Regions from separate parts of the Mus musculus genome. Here region 2 is linked to region 1. The links are chromatin contacts, called in public Hi-C maps. All regions are on one chromosome and are shown on one strand. Each heading gives the region's core, a stretch centred on a gene start, on an enhancer-like site or on the middle of the called end of the contact. The rest is flanking DNA. Distances are from core to core; before and after follow the strand shown. Region 1 overlaps Gm35726 (a long non-coding RNA gene). Region 2 holds the start of Pitx2 (paired-like homeodomain transcription factor 2).

Region 1 (6,963 bases), core at 2,987-5,486:
GCTCTTTCTGAGTCATTCTTCATAACAAGACTTTCTACCACGAAGCCAGTAACAGGCCCCGAGAGCGGGGGGGGGGGGGGGGGGGGGAGGGGCACTAAATTACGCCGAGAGTGACTGAACAAATAAGCACGAGGCTGACTTGTAAAGGGACACAAGTGATCATTTCTGATTGAAATATTATAGCTAAATGAGTTTGGCTGATTCGAACACAAACGTGCCAAAAATAAGCCCCTAGATGCAGCTTAAAAAAAAAAAAGATGTTTTCCAAAACTGCTTTAGATGAAAATGGTATTTAAAAATAATAAAATGCTATTGATAACTGTGGAAAGTCCCAAAATGGCCTAAGGAAGGTAAGCTTGCCCCTTGCAGCGGACTTTTGGACTCTGTACTCCGGTCACATTTGGGCGATCAGAGCAACAGCTGGGGAGACTTTGCCAACAAAGACGAGTGTTAGATAATCCTGATGAGATTCCACATACAACATCTTTTGTAATTATGTCACATTCAGCTGTAATGGAATAATTCAAGCTGAAAGGACACGCTTTGATCCTTTCTTAAACCTTTCCCTGTGGACTGGCTATCTAAAAGATTTAAAGATATTTCTGTTACAAGATCTAGTGTCTCCTCAGAGAAGTCATGCTTGCGCCATGAGAACAATATCGAGTTTGCCAAGACGCTTCTCAAAGCATCTTTCGGAGGGAGGGGGCTTACTGAATGAAGATGTCAGTGATTGGCTGCTCTTCACTTTTTTTCCCCCTCCACTGTCAGGATCCACGGTCTTTTTCTGTCACGGGATCAGGCAGACAGGAAGGTGATGTAAATGTGTTGTGGGGATATGTCATCAAATATTGAATGCTTGTGTGCAAATTCACCGCCTCTTTTGCCAGCAGTTAGTAAGTTATGTCTCTGTAGAAAGTAGCATAGTGAAATATCGGATATGTTGTAAGAATTAAAAAATAAAAGTCTCAAAAAAAGAGTCTCTAATACCTTAGCAAGCAAAAGCTTTAACTTTGTCACAGGGGAGTTTTGTGTAAAATATTTCTATTTTATTTTCATGGATTTTAAAATTCTAAATCACAGTTCGTGATTTTGTAGAATAATTAATAGGCAAATACAGTTTTAAAAACCCACAAGTTTAGCTCAGGTATAAATTAAAAAATAATTCTATTTTCATTCTTTATACATTTCGTTTCCACATTATAATTTTTTTGTCTATTAGACAGCTTTCTAGTTATAATTATTTTTCTGAAACTAAGAGGATTTTTGTCCAGGGTGATGAAGCAAAGGTTGTATTCATGACTGTCTCTACTGGAGACTTGTGCTCCTGGCTACATTCTCTGTGCTTCTCTCAGAGGGAGCAGGTAATTCTAGTCACAGAATAGAACAGGGGCAATCCCCCATGCCATTTTCTTACGCAACAGTTTTACATTAACATTAATGTTTTGTCTATAAAGAATAAATAATAAAGATTTTCTCATTGAAAGGTTTAACTGTATGTAATTTAATCTAAATATTCCCAGTCAAAATTCTCAATAATCTCAATATTCTTTGTTAGAAAATTTCCCTCTCCTCTCCTCTCCTCTCCTCTCCTCTCCTCTCCTCTCCTCTCCTCTCCTCTCCTCTCCTCTCCTCTCCTCTCCTCTCCTCTCCATCCCCCTTCTTTCCTTTCTTTTCTTCTTATTTTCCAGTGCTAAGCAACAAGCCCAGGGCTCTTCATGCGCTAGACAAACACTCTATTTTTCAGTTACATTTCTAGCCAATGTTGTCAGCTGTGACACTGGCATCATTAGCATCAACTTGTAGATGAATAAGTTTGAAGAGGCTGTAAGACTTGAACAAAACTGGGCTCAAAAAGCATCCCAGTTCTGATCTGAGAGTTTAGAATTCTTTCTAGGGTAGTGTGGTTGCCTTTTCCTGGTTCTGGTGCCTTTTTTGGTAATGGTAGGAAAGGGAATAGTCAGTAGTTTGCATTCAAGGCTGCAGCTTTTCCTATATGTTATTAATTTTAATTGTAACTTGATACTGATTTTTGTTTTTCTGTAGCTCTAAGCATCTTTTCTCAGAATGTGTTGTACTGCTGCCATGATTCACAAAATTATTGAAGAGAGTATGTATATATATGGGTATCCTCTCACCCTGGCACATCAAGTCTCTGTGTGGCTAGGGACATCCTCTCCCACTGAGACCAGACAAAGCAGCCCAACTAGAAGACCATATCCCACAGTCAGGCAACAGTTTTCGGGATAACTTTTCCCTCCTACCCCTGCCCCCGGCTCCAGTTGTTCAGGAGCCACGAAGAGAATATATTAGATATCTCCCTGTCTGCTGGAGGCCACGTTTTGGTTTGTAACTCCATAAATATGTATTCAAAGACCTCCAAATACTTGTTTAATTGTATGCAACACATTCCTTTTTCTGTCAGTGTTGGTTGTTTCTCTTAGGACAGCAAACTGGTCCTTGAACAAGGGAGACATTTAGAATACTTTCTGGTAGATACAGCAAAGGTTAGTAAATGTTTTCCCAACACACAAAGACTGTGGTGGACTGATAGAGCTGGAAACTCAGCCTGGTGTCCATGCCTTATATAGAGCTTATAATCTCTTTCATTTTAGTCAGAATACATGCTTTCAGGCCATCCAAATTACTGCCTATATTTGCATAGTAGAATTGAAGGCAGTGGGTGCATTCTTAGTGCATTCATTAAATGAACCTTCCTGCAAATTTTAGCTTACTATTACTTTCTTTATTATTGTTTCACACTTTGGGGAAAAAGCCTACAATTCAAAACTTATATCATGTTTTTAAATGTTGATAAGAAAATGGGATTTGTATAAATAAGACTAATTATCAGTCACTATTAATAATATTTACTTGGTACTTTCTTGATATTTTTAGAATCCAGTATCTTCTCAGAGAGAAAATACTACATGTGTTTTATACATTAAAAAAATTATTGTCTAAAGGAGTCAAGCCTTCTGTTTATTGTAGGTAACCACGTTTTAAGGCTCTGTGTGCAAAGCAAAACCCATCTAATTCCTCTGTTTAGTCACCATGTAAATCCAGGGATGCCGTGCAGAAGCAGAGCGCTGGTTCTGAGGCCGCCTCAATGCGGCTCATGTGACTTCATGCCTGTTACCTTTTTTAATGTGGCACAAGATCACTCTTTTCCTCATGTGCCAACAACTTCTCATTTATATAACTGTTATACAAAAAGGAGATTTATTCATAGAAGAAGTTTAAATGGCTTATTTCAAGGTGGTAGAAAGTCTTTCTTAAAAGCAAGACCCTCTAGTTTTATAAATGCCTTTACCACCCCACTTTTAAAAATTATTTTAAGAGGTTTGTTAAAAAATACTTTCTAAATAAAATAAAACCAGCTGACTCCTATTAGCAGTTCCCACTGCCTTCATGTCTCAAGCAGACAGCACAGTGATCTTTAATCTTTACACCACTGGGTTATTTTTAAGCCAAGGCAGGGATAGTATTATTGCATCTGTAAGCATTCGTATGTTTATCTCTAAAGCAAAAAGAATTCTTCCTTCAGTCTGTGAAATCATTCACTAACTCTCCTGGAATAATAATCAGGCCTCATCATAGTTTGCCATCAGAGATAGATAGGAGGCTCGCCTCTCACACGCATTGAGCCGTCATCATGTTAGTGGACAATAATGTTTTCCCATTTATGCCTCAGGAGTCAATAAAATAAACATTCCTTTCAAATGCACACAGAAAACATAAAATAGTGACCAGAACTATGGATTTGAAAAACTACAGTCAAGGTCCTGCTTTGCCACTTATTAGTTATGTGGCTTATAGTGCGACTACATCTTCATTTCTCATTTGCAAAAACAGGAATAATGGAACTTGGGTCATCTCATCAAGAGTGTGAAATGATGCTAGTTTCGGTAATGCTGTAATGCTGAGAGTACTTCATTAAATGTGAGCTATTTTTTAAAAACCTTGCAGATGGAATTTGAACCCAGGGCTGCCTAATCTTAAAGTCTGTGAACTTTCCATGGTGCCAGGCTGAGCCATCACAGGGACAATGCTGGCAGCTTACCAGCCTGGACACTCTTTAAAGAGAAGTTAATGTGGATTTATTAAGACTCCCGGTAGCACTAAATTTTCCACCATCATTGGCAAGCTAGTGATTGGTGTTCTCTTACTGTGGCAGTAACTAGGCACAGAAAACAGCTGGTCCTGAACAAGTGGCTGAGAAGGTATGTGGAGCCAGGACTGGCAAACTGAGGGTGAGCAGAATTCAGTGGGGCTGGGGTTGTGGGGAGTGGAGCGTGATGGGAGACAGAAGATCTTAGCCTCAAAGAGAACTAATTGCCAGCAGCCAGCATGATCTTTGTGAGGAAAATTAATACCCCAAGCCAGTACGTGTCCTAGATGCCATACCACTGAGGTCACTTGTGGTAGTTGATTTATGTTCACATTTATATAGTTCTTGTGCCTTCCAAATTTGTTGTAATGTCAAGAAATATTCCCGTCGAGATTTGTTCAAAGCTGAACATTCAAATAAAAATTGCTAGTGACTGGATGCTAAAATGTGAAATAATGAAGGAGAAACCTAGCAATGCTACAAAGCAGGAGATGTTGCAGTTTGGGCCAATAAATTGCACAAATTTGAGTCAGGAATATTAGAGTCAGGACATTAGACAGATACCCTTCCATTTGCATTTTGGTAAGGAGTAATTGCTAAGGCAGAATGCTCTTGTCATATCTATGTTGTTGCTAATGTTTAATGCTTTGTATTTTGGTTCTTCATGATTGCATGAGCTTGTCTTTTACTTGTAAGGAATGGAGGTAAATTTCATTTTTCATTAACTCAAAACACATTTACTGAGCTCCTACTGTATACTATGTACTGTTCCAGGGAATGGTAACAAACAAGGCAGACAAAGTTCTCTACTTTCCTGAAACTTATTTTCTAGTTAGGAGACAGAAGACAAACAGAAGAAATATGTTCTATTAAAAGATGCCAAGGAGAAAAGGTAAACAGGCCAGGGAGTGAGATGACAATTACCTTTGATGAACAAAAATACTTCCCCAAATGAGAATTTTGGTTTCTTAAAAAACCCAGTAATGAAAGAGAAGAAAAAAACCACCCCGTTATGTTATGTTAATATGTTTTTATTTTAATCTCAGGAATAGGGTAAGAGGCTGCTTCACAGTAGGTGATTGTGGTTTGCTCTGTGCTCTAGCAGGGAAGTGATTTTTGCTAGCTGCAGATAGTTTAATTTTGAGGTCTACGGAGAGGGTATAAATAACAGAGTCCAGAGAGTGTATGTGAAGGCTGTTTCTTCACCTGCCACTGCTGCCTCCCCTGCCTCCCCTTCCTCCCCTTCCTCCCCTGCCTCCCCTTCCTCCCCTGCCTCCCCTTCCTCCCCTTCCTCCCCTGCCTCCCCTTCCTCCCCTGCCTCCTCTCTCTCTCCTGCCCCTGCTGCTTCTACTGCTGCTTCTGGTTGCTGTTGTTGCAGATTGAGGAGGAGTTGGAGATATTCTGACAACAAAGACCTGACTTGGCCCAAGGAAACAATGCCCCTAATCACCAGGAAGTAGTCAAAAGAGGTCTAAGTCCCCTTTCACCTCTAACCTTCCTTCTCTCCTACCTAGTGTTAGGGGGTTGGAAGGGGTAAGAGTAAAATAAGTGTTGGAAGGGTGGTAGCAGTATAAGAACTCAATAAAATAGCTTAAAAATGGCAACATCAAAGTCCACTATATTTTTAGGACATTAAACAAATACATTCACCACATAAAATGTATTCCTTGATGCAACATTAAAAAGCATTTCCCCGTGTTGTTCTGGTCTATAGGAATGCTTCCTGTTAAGTCTTAATGGTAAAAGGTAAAGCATTTATTCTAAAAACACTTGAATTTAATGATGGTGATGATATGCTTTGGATATGAAGTATGTTCTCTCTCTCTCTCTCTTTCGTTTTTGTTTTTATTTTTTATTTTTTTTGAGACAGGGTTTCTCTGTGTAGCCCTGGCTGTCCTGGAACTCACTTTGTAGACCAGGCTGGCCTCGAACTCAGAAATCCGCCTGCCTCTGCCTCCCAAGTGCTGGGATTAAAGGTGTGTGCCACTACTGCCTGACTATGAAGCATATTCTAAAGACGCTATCATCATTAAAGTTCAGTGTGCAAGAACAAAGAAAAGGGAATGTATGAATGAACATGTCTATAAACATGTCTACTTAGTAAGTTTATCCAACTTAAATTCTTCTTTTTGACATGAATAGAGTTGAAAATGTACTAGAATTTGTCACTAGGAGTACATGTTTGCATATTTGTCCTTATATATGAGATCATTTACTTTCTTATGCAAATATTCTTCTGGGAAGAGGTGGTTATCAGTCTGTGTAGTCCTGATGCCTATGGATTTTTATGTTAGTTGTTTTGGTCTGACATTCAATGCTCCTGAAACCCAGGGGCTGTATGTAGGGGTAGCTCATTGGTTTTTCCCAACTTGATGTTTTCCACACACACTTAATGCTCAGCTATCAGCTGCTTCTCAGTAAAACCTATACTTAAGACATTTAAGTTTCCTTGAGTTCATTTAAAGGAAAATATTGAGAGGGTTGTTCATAGAGCTAGATCCTGGCTAGTATGTGTTTAGCTAAGATGTAAGCCATTACATCATTTCATAGCATAGGTCATTCCTCATCCTTGGAACATAGTTTCTAATCAATATAAAGCAAGTTTTTTTTTCTTGAAATGTGAAAAATATCAAAAATATATGAATTTAACTACATCAAGTCATTTTATTATTTATTTTTATTTCTTTTAGCTTATGACAATTTAAAGAGAACAAATAACAGATACAATGATTAAAAATATGTTGTGATGGAGGAGTGAAGGTGAAGTGAAAATTTTTGGTTTCCTTAGAGACTCAATTTTGTCATGTGATGTTTTTCTGGAAACTGTCTTACGAGAGCATGTTGTGCTGAGAACA
Region 2 (6,512 bases), core at 3,250-5,749, 99 kb before region 1:
AGCCCCGGACCAGGGTTAGGGGGCGAGGCGGGACGGAGGGGGAAGAGGGACAGAGAGCAAAGAGCCCGTTAGAGGAAGGACAGACCACACTCCCAGCCCTCCGGCCCCTTGGCAACCCAGTGAGGGCAGTGATCTGTCCCTGGGCCACCCGACGGGAAGCTTAGAGGAGTGTCAGAGCAGTCCTTGCTAGTTCGCCTGAGCCCAAACCTCCCCGAAAGGGCAAGGCCACGGCTGTACTAGTTTGATTTCCTTTTCGCCTAACCCCCCCCTGGAGAAAGTTCCAGTTGCTGGGGGCCTCGCTGTCGAGCCGGAGCCTTCTCCTCTCTCTCAAGACGCAGCCTGACTCCCTTCTAGGGACCCGGGCAGGAGAAGTGAGCTTCTTACCTAATTGCACGCAGGCCGACACTAGTTTGCGACAATTGGTCTCCATTCCCGGTTATCTGCAAAACAGAAGAGAAGTGGGACTTTGAGAAGTGGCAGCTGTAGGGAGTTGGAGGCTCAAAGGCAGCTAGCTACTTGCGCGGAGGTCAGGATCGACTCTAGGTGTGAAGTGTGCTGCTAGGTGCTGGGGGATTCAGGCACGCCTCTCGGGCCGGAGAGCCCCACGGAGTCCAGCAACGTCTTCCGGGCTCTAAATCCAGGACTCCCACCGAGATGTTTACCTGGAGGAATTAAGTCCCCAGTTGAAGGGGAAAGGGCCCAGAGGTTAGGAGGCCAGTGAACCCACAAGCTTCTGGAGAAGCTGCGGGGACTACGTTCAAGGGCGCCTAGGCCGAGGAGCCACCTTAAGCTGATACACGATTTGGGGGTGGAGAGAATGGACTTCTCTTTGGAAAGATCGCCATTCAATACGGTGTCAGTCAATTTGAGCTCAGCAAACATTTGCAGAAGGCCAGAAACAGCATGCCGGGTCGCACAAAGCAACTTTCCCTCCGCTTTTCTGTTATTCTGAAAGGGAGGGAACTCTCGGCCAAGGGTGCTCCAGGAGCGAGCTGAGTTAGGGCCGCTCATCCACCAGGAGCCGCGTTTCCATATTTAGCCATACTTTTCCCTGGAGATACTCATCCAGCCATTTATTTACCCTAAAGTATGATTTAAGATCGTAGAGCCGAGTTACACGACGGGCTGGAGCGAGACAGGAGACCCGGGCAAGCGTTTCTGGAGGGGCCGCCAAGCCCAAACAGCACCGAGGAGGCTGCTCCTCCAGTTTCGGCCTTTGCCGTCCCAGGCAAGCTAGATCCTTTTCAAATTTCCAACCGCAACTCAGACAGCCAAGCTTTTGACGCGGCCCCTTTTCTTTGCCACAGGCAAACCGGGAGAGGTGGGTGGCGGAGGGCTAGATGGAATGGTTGCTTTCAAGACAAGAAAGGGAAGAAGGGATTCTCAGGCCCCCTGAATCTTGGCTCCTGACTCTTGCTAACAGGGTATGCCTGCGATCGGAGGATCCTTTTCTCTTAGAGACCAGGGCTGGAGGTGAGAGCGGGCATTGCCAGGCCAGTGGGCCGAGTTTTGGCCTCAGGAGCATTTTCACGCGCTCCTCAGTCTCTTCTGGAGCAATCCAAGCTCCAGGGGACTCTGGCCAAGGTCGTGCTGCCTGGAGGAGGGGCCGCCTGGTGTGGTGGCCTGGGGATCCAAGACTGGGGAGCCACAAGCAGGTCCCCCCTCCCCCAGCTAATGAGACCCGGGTAGGGATTCTGCCGATCCTTGTGGACCCGTGGGCCCAGAAGTAGCAGTTTGGCGGCTCCAGATTTAGCGATTCTGCAGTAAAATCACAGGATTAGTGTCTGATTGAGATGTCTGTTCGGGAGATATTACAAAATTCATTATCACAGCTTTCTACTAACTCGATATGAAGTAACACAGATGGGATTTTATTAGTCCAGACTCCAAATGTTTACTTATGATAATTTCGGGGGAAATTTGCATGGCATCATCATTTCGATAATCTTTTTTTTTTTTATATGTCTGAACTGGCTGCATTATTAGCCGGTAGCCCCAACATTGCAGATGGCTACTGCAAATAGTTTTATTTATTTATTTATTTTCAAGGACTGAAATATACAGAAGAGAAAGACCTGACCTGTAAAGTCAGTTGCTACACATTTCCTCCCACCCCCATCCCCCCACGCTTTGGTGCTGAAGACCAATCAAAGCAGTAAGAAGCAACGCTTCAAGACCCCGTAGGTTTCGGCCCAAGGAGTGAAAAGATCAAGACGTGTTCCTTAGCTCCTTGCTACACGTCCTTGTGACTTTGAGATGTATTTTATTTCGCAGTAATGTGAATCCTGAGACTTTATGCTCCATAGAACGACCAGGCCTAATAAATGGGTCCAGTCTAACTAACTGAGGAAGATTTTTTTCTTTAAAGAGAGACCTTCAAGTCTTATCTGATGATACTTAAACTTGTCCTATCAAGGTGGCTAACGTGTGACAGACAAATTTCACTGCCAGATTACAACACTGGTTTTGATGGCTAATCTCAACATTTTAGATAGGAGACGTTTCCTGATTAGAAGTTATTCTCATGCCAAAAGTTCCCATCCTGGTTGGAATGTATATACCAAGCAATCTGGTTTGGGTCAGCTTCCATTCCATATTGTGTTAATGAAGCACTATCCAGCAATTAGCATGCACAGTGCCACTCCGGCCAGGCAGATAGGCAAGCCCTAAGAAACAGAGCAGTTTGTTTCAAAAATGATTTCTGCCCAAGCAGTACAAGGATGGAATTGTAGAAGAAGCTACGAGTTCTAATCAGTCCAAGAAAACACAAAAAACAAAAAACAAAAAAACAAAAATTCTTTCCCATTTCACCCTTTTCATTTCCTTTCTTATCCCACAGCAGAACCATTCATGGAAAGCTGAAAAATAAAAAGCATGAGGCCATATGTTTTAAATGAACTAAATTGGTGTGATTAGCCAGCAAATTAATTTGCAGTGGGTAATCATTTAAGGAAATTAAGATACCACTTTAGCACAGCCCCGTGCTTCACCATGAGCAAGCTTTCTTTAAAGCTCTGTGGAATGTGTGCTTCTGGAGCTTTGGAGCTACAGTGCTCAGCTTACAGGACAAAGCAGGGCAGTAACTTAGGCGTAGTTTTGCTGAGGCAAAGCAAAACATTCCATAAGTGAAGTAGCTACTTTGTTTTGAAACTAAACTTTGATTATTGGAATACTGTGCTCATTTTCAACGCCCCCCAAACAACAACAACAACAACAACAACAACAACAACAACAAGTCCTCAATTCACTTCAGTAACAATCTTTGTTTCTGTGAAATTATTGGTTTTAGGTGGAGTCTCCTCTAAATGATACTGCATGAGAATAAAATATCTTTAATTGTAACTAATGGTCTGAAAAGGATGCAGAGATCTCTTAAAAATCAAATTACTTGTTCGTTAAATCGTTTAGAATGTATGAATGCATATTATTGTAATTCATAATAGTAAAAGACTCTCTCCCCATTTTAATTTACCTCAAAAAAATACGGTAGTCCTACAAAATAGAATAAAAACAAAAATATCCCAGCCTCCTAGGATAGTTTGATTTCTAAATTGTTTAGGGAAGGTGATTTAATTGGAATAAAAGGACTGTATTTCGCTGGTTTGGAATCGCATGTTTTTACTTAGTTACCAGTTGCAAAATAGTGGCCTCTCCGCATCCGTTTAAAATGCATCTCCCTCAGTACAAGATTGGAGTTGACTGATGATCAATTTAAAGGATTTATAATCCGAAGTAATTGTGCGGGTTGGCATCTAGGCCTGGCTCTCAGGTAATTCGCTTGGGCCTGAGAGGTCACTAACCGCCGGTTAAGATGGAATCTCCTTTTTTTTCCAATGGGTAATGATGGGAAGGGGCTAATCTATTCCAGTAGCTGAAACTTTGTAGCTGGCCCTTTATCTTGACTGGGCTAATCCTCAGCTGGAGGATTTCTCCCTACCCTGTTGGCATCGAAATTTCAGGGAAGATGCCTCGTTTTAACTGCCAGCCATGCCTGGCTTCCAGTCGACTTCAACGCCGGGTAGGACTGTTCTAGTGTCTGCGATTGAGGGCGAACGGAACAGGGGCTCTGTAAGATCTGTTTGCCAACTGCGCTGAATCTGGAGAAACAAGCCCGGCGAGCCACAAATCATACACGGCGGAGGTTCTCCAGAGTGGAACAAATTTCCAGACTCGCATTATCTCACAGCTCTGTGGGAGAGAGGGCCTCCACTTACCGGCTACCGGAGAGAGAACGGCTGTCTCCCCGTCCCACCGCTTCCCAGGGTGACTGCCAGGCGGCCGAGGCTCGGGCTGCACAGCCAGCGCCGTGGAGCGGGTCTGGGTGGAACTGCGGGGATCTTGAGGGTGCCAAGTTCCGAGAGGGTCCACGCGGGGGGCTGCTAAAGCTAGCGGGCGCCGGCAGTTTCTGTCTGCTGCTCTCCGGCTTTCTCTCTCGGTCTCGCACTCTCTCTCCCCTCCCTCGCTCTCATCCCTCTCTCTTCCCTCCGCTCCGACTCCGTGTGCGGAGTGTCGTGACGTCAGCAGAGATTCCACCAAACTCCAGTGCACAGTGGCGCGCGGGCGGGCGGCCGAGCCTGCTGTACGCTGGGCGATCAAGGGGCGAGCACAGCCTTGGGCCACTGCGGGGGTGGGGGAGCGTGCAGGGGCGATCGAGGGGACAGGGGACCACTAGGGCTGAGAAGTGAGGCCCAGGGGCCCAGGAGACTGCGGTCCCGGACAGAACCCAGGAGGGAGGAGCGGAGGATCAGGGGCCGGAGGCAACTACCGACCGACAGGAGCTGACCAGTGGCAGGAGCTAGCACTCAAGCTGGGGAGCAGGATGGTGGGGATGGTAGGAAAGGGACAAGGATGGAATGGACGGAGAAAAAACGGTTGTGCGTCAAACCCCTTCTAAATCTGAGTGGGAGGGCCAGAGCCTGGGGAGACAGAAACCTATTCGCGCGGAGCAAAGTCTGGGTGGCTTACGAGGAAGGGACTAGCAAAGTGGCCCATGAAATGAAACAAAGGGCAGTGTGGCTTGGTTTGATCCGGGTGAGGCTTTCGAAGTGTGGATGTGAGTGTGCGCGCGCGTGACCTCCTTTCAGGCCCGCGGAGTAGAGGAAAGCTGGTTACTGTACTGATTGTCTACAGGGGCAGTGGGAGGGAATTGAGGGATCCACAGAGGGCAGCACTGAAGGTGGGTGGATGGATGGGGTGGCAAAGAGAAGATGATGACTGGGAGAAGTTAGAAAAATAGGGTGAGCTAGCGGCAGAAGGTGGGAGAGCCACAGCCGATAGGTGTGTGTGGGGGGGATGAAAGAAGGGAGGGAAGGAGAGAGAAAGAAAGAAAGAAAAAGGGGTAAGGAAGGGAGAGAGGGAGGGAGAGAGGGAGGGAGGGAGAGAGGGAGGGGGAGGAGGAGGAGGAGGAGGAGGAGGAGGAGGAGGAGGAGGAGGAGGAGGAGGAGGAGGAGGAGGAGGAGGGAGATATTACCAGACGATGACCGGAGGGAGGCCTGAACTACAGTAAGGCAAGGGCTAGGTCACGGTGGTGTCTGAGGTCAAGACGGGTGGATCAGAGTGGAAGAGCGCAGGTAGACAGGGCCACACACCGGCCAGTGTGTCGGCATGGGATCTCTTGCTCAAGTCTGGGACTCTCAGAGTCTAGAATTTCCTCTGCTGTACCTACACTCAACAAGTTCACCCCGGGTCGCGGATATCTCATTTTTTAAAATGACGAGGTTAAGGTTCCTGACTGAGAGTGGTATTAAATTGCACCGGGATGGGGGTGGGGAAGGAGAAGGAAGTTCCCCCCCATATGAGCGAATGTTCTTGAAAGTCCAGAGTATGTAAGGCTGAAAGGGGCCTTTCCTAGTCTACAAGTGGGTCCTACTTCTAATTTCATATTTTCTGATTTCCTAATGCGTCTGTACTTTGGAAACGAACAGGATATTTTGGCAGGGTCTTGCCTTTGCGTGGAAGGGCTATAAATATGATTCGCCTGGAAGACCAGGAGTGAAGGCTTCTGCCAGACATATGGGACAAAGTTCTTTCAATCTCAAGTGCATCCCTTCAAGATATGTTTTAGGAAAATATCAGAAAATAGCTGTACCTCATGGTTTGGCGTTTTTCTCACCAATATTAAACCTTGCCTGGGAACAAAACCCAACCAGACCCGCCATTAAACTGCATTTCTCCTTGGTCCCTAATTCTCCTTGGTCCCTAATAGAAAATAAAGTCCCCTCTAAAATTCATACAGCTTTTCTTCCTAAATCAGCACACCAGTTCATGCAATTTGAGGAAGATAATGCTGACTCCTCTGAAGGATGCCCACGGGATGTATACACAAGAAAAGTTAACCCAGGGCTACCGCACACACGCCGAGTTTCCTTTGAATCTGGAGGCTGTTTGGAGTATGTTCTGTGTTTTCTTGAATGACTCCGTGGTTTCAATTCATTGGTGTTAGCAGGAAAAACAGGCAAACAAACTTGCTCAATTTGTTTTGAGTGCCAAATCCCTTCACTTTGAAATAGCTA

The links. A called contact is a pair of places that touch in the nucleus more often than the background predicts.
Region 2: a contact with region 1 is called in a Hi-C map of muscle stem cells, with 3 times the contacts expected there. The contact joins the promoter of Pitx2 here to the enhancer-like site in region 1. A contact is called at or near these places in 2 of 39 promoter capture datasets (cranial neural crest and embryonic stem cells), 4 of 484 Hi-C or Micro-C datasets (the C2C12 cell line, muscle stem cells, myocytes and 1 more) and 1 of 9 other capture datasets (pancreatic islet).

The regions. Positions count from the first base shown.
Region 1 is chr3:129,097,689-129,104,651 of GRCm38.p6, reverse strand. All of the region lies in intron 2 of Gm35726 (a long non-coding RNA gene), which reads left to right. Among named protein-coding and RNA genes, the nearest start is that of Gm35726, 4.6 kb to the left of the region's middle. Within about 2 kb of position 4,236, at least 1 of the 459 cell types and tissues checked has an H3K27ac peak or open chromatin away from gene starts, as enhancers often do. A contact at or near this core is called in muscle stem cells, where this site is marked.
Region 2 is chr3:129,197,865-129,204,376 of GRCm38.p6, reverse strand. It overlaps Pitx2 (paired-like homeodomain transcription factor 2), which reads right to left and starts at 4,499. Exons shown (of 5, transcript NM_011098.4): 1 at 4,215-4,499; 2 at 385-440. The coding sequence starts at 430. It overlaps Gm40149 (a long non-coding RNA gene), which reads left to right and starts at 5,468. Exons shown (of 4, transcript XR_867634.2): 1 at 5,468-6,512.